Linked DNA regions of Mus musculus: regions 1, 3, 4 and 5 are each linked to region 2. The links are chromatin contacts, called in public Hi-C, HiChIP or PLAC-seq and promoter capture Hi-C maps. All regions are on one chromosome and are shown on one strand. The core of a region is the stretch at or near the end of the contact, and the rest is flanking DNA. Distances in the headings are between cores, read along the strand shown.

Region 1 (2,700 bases), core at 6-2,505, 200 kb before region 2:
AGCAGTTAAGACCTGTGCTAGTTGGTGTCTGTGGACTTGACATAAACCTAGCCTATCTGGGAAGATAATTGAGAAAATGCCTTCATAAGTTCACATATTGGTAAGTCTGTGGGGCATTTTCTTAACTGATGATTGATGTGGGAAGCCCAGCTCATTGTGGGTAGTGCCCCACCCCCACCCCAGCAGCCCTGGGGTTTGTAAAAAATCAGGTTGAGCAAGCCATGGCCTCCGCTTCAGTTCCTGCTCTGGCTTCCGTGAGTGATGGACTTTAGGCTGTAAGATGAAACAAACCCATCTGTCCCAGTTGCTTTGGTCCTATTGCTTTATCCCAGCAATAGGAACCCTGGCTAAAACAAAAGCAATGGCTGCTGCTCCTGATGAAGACTGCAATTCAATTCCCAGCAACCCAGATCCAGCAATCAAGATTCTGGCCTCCACAGGCACCTGCATGGATGTGACGCTCTCACAGACAAGCAGGTGTGTGTGTGGACACACACACACACACACACACACACACATACATACATAAAATTCTTTTTTTTTAAAAGGGGTATGAAACCCAATAAGCTATAGTGACTGGCACAATTTTCTGCATGATGTTTATTAGCCATGAAAGTTAACATAGCCAGGTGTGGCGGCACACACCTGCAGTTTTAGCACCTGAGAGGCAAAGCCAGAAAAACTGCCGTGCATCTGAGGCCAACAAGGACTACTTAGGGAGTCTCAAAAAAATCACACACACACACACACACACACACACACACACACCACCACCACCACCACCACCACAACACTAAGTGAATATAAATAATATGCTGACTTGTGTGGCCTTCTAGATTATTTTAGACATTTAAGGGTTGGAGATGGGTGGTCAACAACCAGGGGAATCACACTTTCTTAATAGCCTGAAAAACCAGTTGTTCCTGCCACCATCCACAACACCATACGCACTGCACTGCTGTCAGAAACACTCCCAACAGCCTGGAGGAAAGTCAGCCGCAGCCGCACCTGTCTCTTGCTTAGTCTGAGCTAGTGTGGAAAGTGAAGACTCCTCCATCGGCCAGATAAAAGCAGGTAGCCAGCATGGTGATCGGCCGAGCCTCCTCTGTTTAAAAGTGCCTGGTTGTCCAACAGGGGACACTTGTCTGTAACACACAATGTTATTTTCAAATGCGGCAGCCTGCCCCACCCCTCTTGGCTTAGCTTCTTCTTAGCTGGCCAGGGATGAGTGAGTTCTGGGAACTTCACTATTTATGAGTCACCCTTGTGGGCCCGACAACTGCTCACGGACGACAGTAGGTTTCCTTCAGAAAATTGGCATTGATATATCTGGGGTCCATGATACAGCTTGGAAAAATCAAGCTCTCATTTTTACAAGCAGGCTGGGCAAAGAAGAAAGACCTGGAGGATGAAACGCCACCCCTTCCACCTTGCTAACAAGAAGCACTCATTTCTGAGCCTTTGAGTCATGCAGATGGGCTGGACCACTGGGCTGGACCACCATTAAGCAGAGACAAAGTCATCATCGATCACCCCAGCAACTATCCTGCAATCCTACAACATGAGCCTGGCTGCCTGAACTTTCTTGGCCCAAGGTCAAAGCTAAACTGTCTTTGCCTCAAAGGTATTTTCCTAGCTCTGCTAAGAGCTCCAGAATATTTGAAGCCATAAAGGCTTGCTATGTGGAAAACCACACCAACTGTTCTTTGCTAAGACAGAACAAACTTGCTCAAAACTGCATTTCTGTTTCTCAGTTTGGTGGATGCTGTGCTGGCTGGTTTTGTTTGTCAGCTTAACGAGAAGCTAGCATCATTGGATGGGAGGAGCCTTAGTTGAGAAAATGCCTCTATGAGGTTCAGCTGTAAAGGCATTTTCTCAATTAGTAATCAATGTGGAAAAAAAATTAAAAAAAAAAAAAAAGCCGGGCGTGGTGGTGCATGCCTTTGATCCCAACACTCGGGAGGTAGAGGCAGGCAGATTTCTGAGTTCGAGGCCAGCCTGGTCTACAAAGTGAGTTCCCGGACAGCCAGGGCTATACAGAGAAACCATGTCTTGAAAAAAAAAAAAAAAATCAATGTGGGGAGGGCCCAGATCATGGTGGGTGGTGCTATCCCTGAGCTGGTGGTCCTGGGTTCTATAAGAAAGTAAGATGAGCAAGCCATGGGGAGCAACCAGTTAGCACTCCTCCATGACCTCTGCTTCTGCATCCAGGTTCCTCTCTGCTTGAGTTCCTGTCCTGACTTCCTTTGGTGATGAACAGTGAGGTGAAAGTGTAAGTAGAATAAACTTTTTCCTCCCCAACTTGCTTTTTGGTCATGATGTTTCATCACAGCAATAGAAACCCTAACTATGACAGATGCCCGACTGTCCTCTCTGAATCAGGCAAGGATGGAGGCCATGCTTAAAGTCTCTGGGGATCCTTCCATCTACAGATGCATCAAGCTCCACATTGGGCTGGGTGACCACAACATTTGCATTGAAATGCCTCTCGAAGCTCTATCTAAAGCCCAATAGAAGCATCCTGGGTAGAGACAGAAGAGAAAGACCTGCACTGGGGACCCAGTCATCCACCATGAAATCCAGCTCTGGAACCTGAGACAGGCCATTCTCTCTGAGTCTCACTCTCCATACCCACAAAGCTCCAGGGTGTAGGCACGGCGTCTCCCCTGTCTTGTAAGCTAGCAGCTTTTTCAATTTTAG
Region 2 (2,700 bases), core at 196-2,695:
ATGGATTCGCATAAAATGGCTATACCACTGAAGGTAATTCCGTGGAACTATAATTCAAGTCTACCATAAAACGTCTGAAATGGGGCTGGTGAGATGGCTCAGTGGGTAAGAGCTCTTCCAAAGGTCTGGAGTTCAAATCCCAGCAACCACATGGTGGCTCAAAACCATCCGAATCAAGATCTGACTCCCTCTTCTGGAGTGTCTGAAGGCTGCTACAGTGTACTTACATATAATAAGTAAATAAATCTTAAAAAAAAAAAAAAAACTTCTGAAACAAAGTTTTTATCTTTCAAGAGACCATGGGGAAAATCTGGTAAACTCACAGCTTCCTCTTCATTACCATATTTGGATTTGCTCCAGTGTCTGGATTTGGGTCGAAGCAGCTGGAGAAGCAGGAAGCTAATACTCTTCTCCCAGCTTATCGTACTCTTTGAATGACAGTGGAATGGACTAGTGGACTAATGGGTAGATTTTTTTGGGAGATATTAATGATTTTGCCAATTTTTTTGCATATCGGTAAACTCACTGTACAACACTTCAGAGAAATAACGTGTGAAGCTGGAGAAAAGGGTGCATCAAGGCTGAATCCATAAAACACAACACAACAAAACAGTGTTAGCCTAGTCCTTACATGTCAAATCTCCAACTGTGTGAGCTTCACTCTACAGTCAAGGAGACCAGAGAAGTTCTTTGAGTCCTGCCAAACCTGACAATCGGTTTGCGAGAGAAGCCCTTTAATGACGGAAGGAAGTCCTCCGATAAATGTATCTTTAAATTTTTTTATTAAAAAAAAGTTTTCCTTTGTGATATACAAGAAATATAGTGGTCGTATTTTCAGCAATGACAAACTTGAAGACGAGGTAAGAACTAATGATTTGTCAACAAAATCAAGGGTTTTAAACTGATGCCGATAGGCAGGTGTCCAGGAGAAAAAAAAAAGTTTAGGGTCTACTACTCCAAATTAACTGTAAACCCCGTTAATGACACAATTTCGGATTCCACAGATTTGTGAGTTAACGCTCTTTGCAGGAGATAAGATTGAAAACTTGGAGCAGGGTTGGGAAGGTTATGACGCTAGGTGTAGGGATTTTTTTTCTTTGGTTGCTGACGAAATATGGTGCAGAAGTAAAACTGCCTCAGGTCCCCTCCGGCGGTCTTCACTCCGGGCTCAGGTTAGCTGTGCGCTAGCGTGACTCAGACAGCCCCCTACGTATTCAACTACGCGCGCCCGACGACGGAGGTCGACATCCCCACACTGCTCGGCCCGCACGGCCACTGCTCTGGTAGAGAACCCGCGGTCGGGGAGGAATTCCCGGTCAGCCCCGTAGCGGTGACAGACGTCGCGGCGAGCCAATGGGTGAGCTGGAGGCGGGGCTAGTGGGCCTAGGGGGGGCGGGATTTCCCGCGCGGCGGCCGCTGAGCTCTGGGCTGGGGCGGCGGCGCCTGCGAGAGGGCGGGCCGGGTCAGCTGCAGCAGGCGGGGCCACGCGCGGAGCTGTGGGCGGCTGCCGAGTGTCCTGCCGCCGCCCAGCCTTCGCCACGATGCCGGGGATCGACAAGCTGCCCATTGAAGAGACCCTGGAGGACAGTCCGCAGGTGAGGCGCGAGCGGCGGCTGAGGAGAGCGCGCGGCCTAGCGCGGGCCTGGAGCCTCAGGTGCCCGTGGCCCAGGTGGGCGCCGCCGCCCGGGGTCGCTGTCTGCCGGGGCCGCGCCCTACACTCCCGGGCCGGGCTGGAGGCCCGCGCGTACTCGCGCGGCTGGGCCACGGGCGGCCCGGAGACCGAGCGGCCGTCACTGTCTCCCGTGGGGCCTGGCGTTTGAGTCCGCGCCGAGTCGCCTTTGCATTTCACGGGAGGTGCTGTTTTTATCGCGATGATAGGATGTGAGATAAGTCCTGTTCGTGGCGTTTTCGGAGGAGGCCCGGCATTCGGGGGGACGGCAGTGGCTAGTTTTCTTAGGAAGGGTCTGCGAGGCGGAGTGTGCAACGCCGGTGGAAGCAGGAGTGCGTGCCTTGCTCCCCGTGCTGTGTCGGTGCCCGAGTCTCAGGCTGGTGGCTGTCACTTGAGCTGTGCACTGCGGGTGACGGAAGGCGCCTACGCTGCTTCGAGGAGGCTGAGCTTTGGGTAGCAGATTGGCCCGAATAAACTCATCAAAATGAAAGCCCTGTTTTTGTGCGTTAGGGATGATGCTGGTGTGGTTGCTCTGGCTGAAGACAGTTTGGGAAAAATAAAACGATTCGTTGGATTTCTTTTTCAGTACTTAATGACATCAATTGTGTTTTAAAAGGTGTTGGAGCCTCTAACTTGTGTAAACTTCATCTTTACGCCAGCCTTTATGTATAGTAAGGGATATAAAACAGTGTTGCAGGTAGATTTTTAAAAATATTGCTTGCTGAGAAGTACATACTTCATAGGCATTTGTAGTTTAATAAGTGGCCCTCCAACCAAAAAGAGGAAAAGAGAAGAGCTAGCGCTTGTTTTCCTGGATGGCACTTTTGTCATGGATTTTGTGCCAATTTTTATTTCAAAGTTAGAATTGTGCTCTGATTGTAGAATTGATTTATTCTTTTCTCTGAAGGCAATCTTTATAGGCCAGTTGCTAGGAGGTAATGTACTCTTATCAGATAATGTGAGAAAGAGAAAGCCACATATTTGTTTATCTCGTAGTTTAAATTGTGCGTAATGATTTTTTCAGTGTAAAG
Region 3 (2,700 bases), core at 96-2,595, 210 kb after region 2:
TAATAATACCTTTCAATATGTTATGGCCCCTAATAATACTTATTTTGCCTTCTCTTTAGGTTTAACTACCTTTATAGTTACTTCCACCTCTTTAAAAGGCAGAGAATATTGTGTTTTGACTAAATTGCTTCCTCCCTTGACAGTATACCCGCCTGATGATTTTCTAAGATTCTGGGAGAGAGGGTCCACACTTCCATCGAGGCACAGGAGAGAGCCTATCACAGCTATCACCCTCTCGGTTCTCCTTGGATTAGGAGCTGCGGGGACAGGAACAGGGATTGCCTCCTTAGTGACCTCCAATCAACAGTATACCCAACTTAGTATGACTATAGATAGAGATCTTCAGGAGATGCAGGCTGGGATAAAGAACCTTAAAGATTCTGTTACCTCACTTTCTGAGGTAGTGTTACAAAATAGAAGAGGGTTAGATTTGCTTTTCCTCCAACAAGGAGGACTGTGTGCTGCTTTAAAAGAGGAATGCTGTTTCTATACAGATAAGACAGGGTTAGTAGAAGATAGTCTGAAAAAGGTAAAAGAGAGTTTAGAAAACAGAAAAAGAGAACGAGAAAAAAGTGAATCCTGGTACCAGAATTGGTTTTCCACTTCTCCATGCTCTTTACCTTGTTGCCCAGTATTTTGGGTCCTGTGGTAGGATTACTTTTGCTCATATCCTTTGGACCCTGGGCATTTAGAAAGTTAACAGAGTTTGTCAAATCACAAGTAGATGCAGCCTTTAAGAAGCCAGTGTTGGTATACTATCATCGCCTTGATGTCTGAGACATTGACCAAGATACTTATGTTGATCCCCGTGATGCCCCTTTGGTGGGCCTAGATTTTACAGTCTTGGACCCAGGTCCTAACCAGGGATGCTTTGGTAAGCTATGGAGACATCAATTACAGGAATAGCATGATGCCACATACCAGAGGCACACCCATGATAGGCTGTAGAGCACCTCAAATGATGGGATTATTGTGAGTCCATAATCCAGGGGCCCACTCTGAGATGAGAGTGCTGGATGTGGGGGGCAACTCACATAGCCTAAGACAGAGACTCTACCCTCAAAAATCAACCACTTTGGGTGCTGGTTGTAGATGCACATCATGTAGCCTAAGGCAGATGCTCCATCTACCATATGGCCAAAGGCTGAAAGCTCCATCTATAATATAAAAGAGGGGGATATTTTGGAGACTGACACTGAGTCATAAGCCAAAGTTCCCCTCCCTTCTTGAGAAACTCCCAACCTTTTGAAAGGACTGCTGACAGAACATCAAGATCAGATAATAGTATCTGCAAACTTCCTGTGAAAAGCCGCTGGATGTCCCCTGAGCTAAGAATAGATAGCATGCTCCCGGGCAGTTAGGCAGAACCACCCCTGCTCCCAAGCTGAGGCACGGGCAAGTTTCTCCCTCTTTACTTCCTCCTTCTTACCGCTTTTATTCTGTAACCTTGCTCGCAATAAACAGACCTTAATAGGATCGTCTGCTTGGTCTCCTTCTTTCCTGCCCGTTTCTCTTTCAGGCAAGGTCCCCATCGGACACCACAAATAACTGGGTCCCGTGGGTCAGGACAATATACTACAGGCCTCACAAAGCCTAAAGAAACATATTAACTGGCTTTTCACAGAAGAAGACTGATGCCCACTAATCTAAAAGAAATCATGGAAGAGCTTCTAAGGAAAAAAGTCATACATCTCTGTAATTAACGCTCAATAACTCTACTACTTATTTAGTTTTTCCCACAGCATTGGAAAAGATATTCCTTAAGTTGAATACATTTTAAAAGTAGTTGCATAGCTATGGTTTATGCTAAAAGAGTGAAAAATACTTGCTTTCAACATTAGAATCCAGTAAAAGGTATTACTAATAGGAAAGAAACACGGGAACTGACACCAATTGAGTTCTCAACTGTTTTACCTGGTAAACATTTGCAAGTACACATAGGACCACTTATGCTGACCACACCCACTCCATCATTTCTACTGATCACATGCTCTCCACCATTGTAATGACCACACTATCTCCATCACTTGTATTGAACACACTCTCCATCACTTGTACTGACCACACTCTACATCCCTTGTACTGACCACACCCTCTCCATCACTTGTACTGACCAAACCCTCTCCATCACTTGTAATGATCACACTCTCTCCATCACTTGTAATGATCATACTCTCTCCATTAATTTTACTGACCACATTCTCTTCATCAAGTGTACTGATAACACTCACTCAATCACCTGTACTGATCACACTCTCTCCATCACTTGTACTGAACCACAATCTCTCCGTCACTTGTACTTCCACACTCTCTCCATAAATTTTACTGACCACACTATCTCCATCACATGTACTGATCACACTTTCTCCATCCCTTTTACTGACCACAATATCTGCATCACTTGTACTTCCACTCTCTCTGCAAAACTTGTACTGACCACACTGTCTCCATCACTTGTACTGACCACAACCTCACCATTACTCATCCTGATCACACTCTCTCCTTCACTTGTACTGACCACACTCGCTCCATCACATGTACTAACAAAATTCTCTTCATCACTTGTATTGATCACACTCACTCCATTACTTGTACTGATCACAGTCTCTTTATCATTGGACTGATCTTACTCTCTCAATCAATTGTAGTGAACACAGTCTCTACATCATTATATTGATAACACCTTCTCCATCACTTGTA
Region 4 (2,700 bases), core at 174-2,673, 140 kb after region 2:
TGAGCTATTGTATGAGGTAGGCAAGCCTCAGGAAAGGAGACTGCAAATGGGACAAGTATGAGTTACACTGTATGCTACATGCCGACTGAATGTAAAAGACCAGTATATTGTATACATGGAAGGACATACAGGGATATACAAGGATGCAGACTACAGCACACTTCCTGGCACCACTGTCCAAGCCAAGTATGCAGGACAACTGACTCTCTATGCACAATACAACAGCACTTAAGGTCATGCTTCTAGATTCAAGGGTTGATGATCAATAGTTAGAACACACATAATGACGCATATCAGAAAACAATTGTGTGTTTTTAACAGATTCTAACTTCTTCTGCTCATTTTCCAGATCTTTGTGAGGCATTCTTGGATCTTCAAAATAAATTCTCCCTTTCTATTGCTTGTTAGCTGAGGGTTTTAATTAATTAAATAACCAGAAAAATTAGAAGACAAAGAAATAACACCAAAATGTTAGACTTTTGTGGAAAATACAGGGCACTTAAAATACAAGGCATTTAAATTGCACAATTTAAAGTACCATCATTACTAACCTTTCTGAAAGGTGCATAATGGAAGTATGAAAGTGTTTACAGATCGGGACTATCTCTTGTCGCTCAACCTTAGTGAGCTCCAGAGTTTCTAGGAAATTCACAGCTACACGTTCAAGAGCATCTTCAGGCCACGGCTGGAAAGAGAAAGAAAAATGTATTAAAGATGAGCAGCCTCAGTGCAGGCATATACGTCGAGATGTCACCTAGGGGAAGAGTTTAGGGTTATGAAGAGGTTAGGGCTTAATGAGAATCAAATAGACTGAGGGCCCAATGCTTTTTAGATTTTTTTATACATTAAAATGAAAACAAGGACACACGATAAGGACTAAAGACTTGTTGCATATTAAGAACATAATTATCCCCTTCTCCATCTCTCTACATGGTTGTCCATTAGGCATCTTGATTTTAGCATGTTCACTATAGACAATGCTGTCTGCTCAATATCTACTAGCCCCTTCTCCCATATGAGAAAGAGGAGAAAACCCTTTTTTAATTTGGATTTCTGTCACTGGAAGTCCTTCATAATCCCTATCATAACTCCAAAACTGAAGTTTTTTGGTTTTTTTTTGTTTTTTTTTACCCAAAAGTTCTTTTTGCCAATCTTTTCTGCCTCAGTGAAGTGCTTTCTTCTGCTCTGTCCTGAACTATGTCAACTGCAGTCTTGCTCTTGGACCTTTCTCTTGCTGTGTCCTCTGACCAGAACCTTCTTTTCTCAGACTGTGATGTGGCTCACTTTCTTACTTCCTTTATGTTTATGCCCCAGATGATGATAAAGTTCTTCCCAGAATGATCTGTCTAGAACAGCCTTCTTCCTGTTATTTACATGACCTCTTGTGGTGAGTGTTATCTTCAGAACTTACTAACCGATACCTCACACACCATTTACTTGTTTGTCTGTTACTGGCTTCCGTTCAACCCTTGACAGAAATAAAACCCATGGAAGCAAGGAGTGCCTACAATGATACTTGACAACTAACATTTTAAATGTTTAATTAAACAGTTTATGCTTTTTTACTTTTTTGTTAGAATATTTTCCAGATTTCCTTTCACTCAGTTTCAACAAGATGCTTGTAATTCTTTCCTTTTAGGGCAGTGTGCATTTTAAGGTCCTCCTTTTTGGGGATGGGGAGTTGAGGACAGGATTTCTCTGTGTAGCTCCAGCTATCGTCCTCTATCTCTGCTTCCCAAAGGCACAGCCCACTACCCTCACGTCAGCAGGCCTCTTTTAATTAGAAGTCCTGAACCAAAGGACAGTATTGCTCTTCTTCCAAATAAAGGAGCACTTAATCCTCTCTGACCGTCCTCAGGCTGGCACATCGGTTTTACTGTCGGCTTCAGAGTTCAGAAGACCTCAAAACATGAGCTCTTCAAGGTCTTGAGCCTTGTGGCCTCCATACTAGAACTGTGGCACTCACTCTTCAAGGCCCCCACTTTGTGAGGTGAAGATCTTCTAAGGCTCCATAATCATGGGGACCAAACCCATTCATAATCCTCCCTCTACACACACACACAGACAAACACACACACACACACACACACACACACACACACACACACCTTTCTGTATTAAATTTTGGGGCCTATAGGCATGGACTCCGTGTTTAAGAGCATTAGCTATCCTAGAGGACCCAGGTTTGATTCCCAGAATCTATGTAACCATTTACAACTGTCTTTAATTTCAGTTCCAGATATCTGATGCCCTCTCTCCACCTTCTTGGGCATAAGTGGTACACTGACATACATTCAGGCAAAATACCCATACACATAAAATTAAATTAAACTAAAAATGATTAATTAAAACATGTGTAGCTTAGAGGAAAATGCTACTGGCCCAATGGTGGTTTCAGCCACTTTTTGATTAAACTGGAGGCCTGCTCTATAGGAGGACACACACACACACACACACACACACACACACACACTCCTCAAAGGGAAGAGTTAATTAGTTATTATAATACATAGTTGACACACAATTATATAATAGAAGTTTTATTAATCCCATTTATACAATATATGCGGGTAATTACATATTTTGTTAATTCATTCTCCCCCCCCAAACACTATCTTATGGTTCCATATCACCTTTTTATGTAACTGATTCATCTTAATACTTTAGAAATTCTCTTTCTTCCTCAGTCTACACTTTGCA
Region 5 (2,700 bases), core at 175-2,674, 190 kb after region 2:
ACTTACCGAAGCCTGTGAAAGGTCCATTGTTTCAAAGATGAGGCTCATTTGAGGGGACATTTGAATGATTTCTCCACTCATAAGGCAAAGCTAAAGGCAAATATTTTTCAAATATTTTAAAATTCAGATAGAATTGTTCTGTTTATAGATAAAAGATGTGCTGGGATATAAAAGCATGAATATGGATGGAAGCCAGAAAAAAAAATCCTAGTCTAGCCCTGTGTTTATGATGCCTCCTTAGTTTCGTTAATCTAAAATATTTCCTCTTCTATCAAATATGTTCAAAACTTGGATTTATCAATCACATGCTTTCTCTCAAATTCTCATCTTTTCTATTATTAAAACTACCTTATCTCAAGCTTCTTGGCTTAGAGATAATTAAATTTAATAATATCAGTGACTATTATTATTAACTATTCACACATCAAATTAATTTTGTTACATAGTCTCAACCACCTCCACTTCTCTCTCTTTTGTTTCCTCTCTGCTTCTACAATCTTCATTCTAGACTTGGGACTCTCTCTAGTCATATGCCAACAAAGAAGTGTCTAACATTTCTGGATTCATCTTGTTAGGTATAAAATAGAGTGGCAAAGAGTTGTATTATACTAGCCATGCAGGGCTATTCGTATTTAATTTACCAATGTAAAAATTAAATGTAGTTCAGTTCTTCGGCACCTTTCTTTTCTTTCTGCACAAGATGAAGTGCGTGGACCCTATGCATGCTGGCAAGCACTCTATTTCTAAGCTATCTCCCCACCCCAAGTTCAGTTCTTCAGCTACACTAACCAATTCTGCAAACGAAGTGTTGGTAAGCCACATGTGACTGGCTGACATCTACCTTAACAGTGCAGACATTTCCAGAATTGTAGAAAGTTCTACTTGAGAGAAATAATCTAGAATATGTCTAAGTGTGTACCCGATGACACCAGTGAGCACTGTTCTGCTATCAGGTTAGGACAGGACAGCAGCATCACCCTCACTCTCCTGTGCTGCCACCGTCAAACACAAGCCAACCATCCGGAAATCCTTGCTTTTGCTGTCACCTGCCAGGCCCAGAGGATCTTTTTCTCACCCAATACTCCATTCCTGGCCCAGTTTCATCAATACATCTTATGTTTCTGACCAACCTGTCTTCACTTATTTTTGACTTGCTTTTCTCCATTCATTCATTCCATATATCTGGAAATTTATCTCTTGGGGAAAAAACCATGTCATTCTGAATGATTCAATTCAAGCATCTTAGCTCTGCCCACATCAGTTCTCCTGCTCATTAACATCGAGTACACCTCTTTTCCTTTACTTCAGAACAGTTTCCCCTCCCTAATGGATCCTGACTATGGTTCTCACTCCCTCTGTGCAGACCAACTTCTCCCTAACGTGCTCTCTCCTCATCTTGGTAAGGCATGTCTTATCACAGCTGGTTTTACTTCCTTTCTTAGGTAAGTTCTGCTTTGTATACGGTGCTTCTACTATTTGCACACCATTATCTTTAGAGAATATTTCACAAAGGCAGCCTTTTAAATTAACCCAGTCCTCAGTACTACCCACATACACTTCTATGTTTCTGGAAGCCCGTGGCTCTCAACCTTCCTATGCTGTGCTCCTTTAACATAGTTCCTCATGTTGAGGTGACCCCAACCATAAAATTATTTTGTTGTTTACTTCATGACTATCATTTTGCTATGTAATGTAAATTTCTGATATGCAGGATCTCTCATAAGTGACCCCAGAGGTCATGGGTTGAGAACACTGCTAAGCAGATCTGCTTCCCAGCTTCCACTGTGGCTAATTAAAATGCTTTCATTTCTTCTGAAAAGAACTGAGGCTCACCCCTTCATAAACACAAGTCAGCAGGACTGTATTTTGTCACCACCAACTCTGTGTATCAGGTGACACTCCTGTCATTGATGTGAGAGCAGCCTTCTGTGTGAGTTTAAATCCTTACATTTCATTCTGCTCATTAACTCCTCCTTTCTGAATCATCAACACCTGTCTGTTTACTTTTCTTTCTCAGTGCGATCAATACTACTGAGTGAAAAATGTGACCAACAGTGATAAGGTGCTTAAACATACATTTGAGTACTAATTAAATGAATTCACTGTTTAATAGGGTAGTCATTTCATATATTTATTTTTAAAAACGTGGGTGGGGGGAAAGAGCCCAATGGTAGAGTTCTGGCTTAACATCTGCCCAAGGATTCAGTCCCTAAGGCTACAAAACAAGTATGGAAACACTGAGCCATATTCACACAGTAGAATACTAATGCAGACATGAAAGAGAATAAGGAATAAAATAGAAAACAACAACACTAACACCTTACATACATAGACCCAAACTGGAGAGCACTAAAGAATGTGAGTCTACTAACATGAAGTTCAAAACGTGCTAAAACCAGTTATTACTTATTAAGTGATGATCTCTAGAAAATATTATGACTTGGAAGGTGCATGAATGAACCTCTGGGTGCAGAAAATTTGATGCATCTTTATTTTGGTAACAGCTATGAAAATGTTCAAATACAGTAAAATCATAGCATCCACTTTTTAGAATTTTATTACCATTTATTCTCAATTAAAAGAAACATTATAAGACTACCATTGTCTAGTTCTTTTGTATATCTCTCATGTCCCATGGTAACATTTTACAGATAAAAAATAAAGTAACTTTTTTAAAAAAAGAAATGAGACTTTTATTTT

The links. Promoter capture Hi-C pulls out the DNA fragments that hold promoters and counts their contacts. Hi-C and Micro-C count contacts between places; a contact is called where the count stands out from the background. HiChIP or PLAC-seq counts read pairs in DNA pulled down with a chosen protein or histone mark.
Region 1: a Hi-C map of uterus shows a contact between it and region 2, with 5 times the contacts expected there. The contact joins the enhancer-like site here to the promoter of Appl1 in region 2. A contact is called at or near these places in 13 of 484 Hi-C or Micro-C datasets (the 3T3-L1 cell line, the HL-1 cell line, Sertoli cells and 8 more) and 1 of 115 datasets of contacts at active chromatin or transcription factors (embryonic stem cells).
Region 3: a contact with region 2 is called in an H3K4me3 HiChIP or PLAC-seq map of bone marrow-derived macrophages, with 6 times the contacts expected there. The contact joins the enhancer-like site here to the promoter of Appl1 in region 2. A contact is called at or near these places in 1 of 39 promoter capture datasets (the HPC-7 cell line), 1 of 484 Hi-C or Micro-C datasets (pre-megakaryocyte-erythroid progenitors), 3 of 115 datasets of contacts at active chromatin or transcription factors (bone marrow-derived dendritic cells, bone marrow-derived macrophages and large pre-B cells) and 1 of 9 other capture datasets (pancreatic islet).
Region 4: a contact with region 2 is called in a Hi-C map of the G1E-ER4 cell line, with 2.3 times the contacts expected there. The contact joins the enhancer-like site here to the promoter of Appl1 in region 2. A contact is called at or near these places in 2 of 39 promoter capture datasets (both in the HPC-7 cell line), 1 of 15 datasets of contacts at CTCF or cohesin (pro-B cells), 2 of 484 Hi-C or Micro-C datasets (the G1E-ER4 cell line and nephron progenitors) and 4 of 115 datasets of contacts at active chromatin or transcription factors (bone marrow-derived macrophages, effector CD8 T cells, large pre-B cells and 1 more).
Region 5: a promoter capture Hi-C map of the HPC-7 cell line shows a contact between it and region 2, with 4 times the contacts expected there. The contact joins the enhancer-like site here to the promoter of Appl1 in region 2. A contact is called at or near these places in 8 of 39 promoter capture datasets (the HPC-7 cell line, HPC-7-derived erythroid cells, cranial neural crest and 4 more), 2 of 484 Hi-C or Micro-C datasets (cerebral cortex and embryonic stem cells), 2 of 115 datasets of contacts at active chromatin or transcription factors (bone marrow-derived dendritic cells and embryonic stem cells) and 1 of 9 other capture datasets (liver).

The regions. Positions count from the first base shown.
Region 1 is chr14:27,171,891-27,174,590 of GRCm38.p6, reverse strand. It overlaps a transcript of Arhgef3 not described here. Among named protein-coding and RNA genes, the nearest start is that of Gm34848, 93 kb to the left of the region's middle. Within about 2 kb of position 1,255, at least 77 of the 459 cell types and tissues checked have an H3K27ac peak or open chromatin away from gene starts, as enhancers often do. A contact at or near this core is called in the HL-1 cell line, muscle stem cells and uterus, where this site is marked.
Region 2 is chr14:26,969,296-26,971,995 of GRCm38.p6, reverse strand. Appl1 (adaptor protein, phosphotyrosine interaction, PH domain and leucine zipper containing 1) reads left to right here and starts at 1,445. Exons shown (of 22, transcript NM_145221.2): 1 at 1,445-1,595. The coding sequence starts at 1,542.
Region 3 is chr14:26,757,401-26,760,100 of GRCm38.p6, reverse strand. All of the region lies in intron 21 of Dnah12 (dynein, axonemal, heavy chain 12), which reads right to left. Among named protein-coding and RNA genes, the nearest start is that of Dnah12, 67 kb to the right of the region's middle. Within about 2 kb of position 1,345, at least 13 of the 459 cell types and tissues checked have an H3K27ac peak or open chromatin away from gene starts, as enhancers often do. A contact at or near this core is called in the HPC-7 cell line and bone marrow-derived macrophages, where this site is marked.
Region 4 is chr14:26,824,879-26,827,578 of GRCm38.p6, reverse strand. It overlaps Dnah12 (dynein, axonemal, heavy chain 12), which reads right to left. Exons shown (of 75, transcript NM_001370884.1): 47 at 552-685. Among named protein-coding and RNA genes, the nearest start is that of Asb14, 68 kb to the left of the region's middle. Within about 2 kb of position 1,423, at least 24 of the 459 cell types and tissues checked have an H3K27ac peak or open chromatin away from gene starts, as enhancers often do. A contact at or near this core is called in the G1E-ER4 cell line, the HPC-7 cell line, memory CD8 T cells and 1 more, where this site is marked.
Region 5 is chr14:26,782,650-26,785,349 of GRCm38.p6, reverse strand. It overlaps Dnah12 (dynein, axonemal, heavy chain 12), which reads right to left. Exons shown (of 75, transcript NM_001370884.1): 34 at 7-90. Among named protein-coding and RNA genes, the nearest start is that of Dnah12, 92 kb to the right of the region's middle. Within about 2 kb of position 1,424, at least 6 of the 459 cell types and tissues checked have an H3K27ac peak or open chromatin away from gene starts, as enhancers often do. A contact at or near this core is called in the HPC-7 cell line, where this site is marked.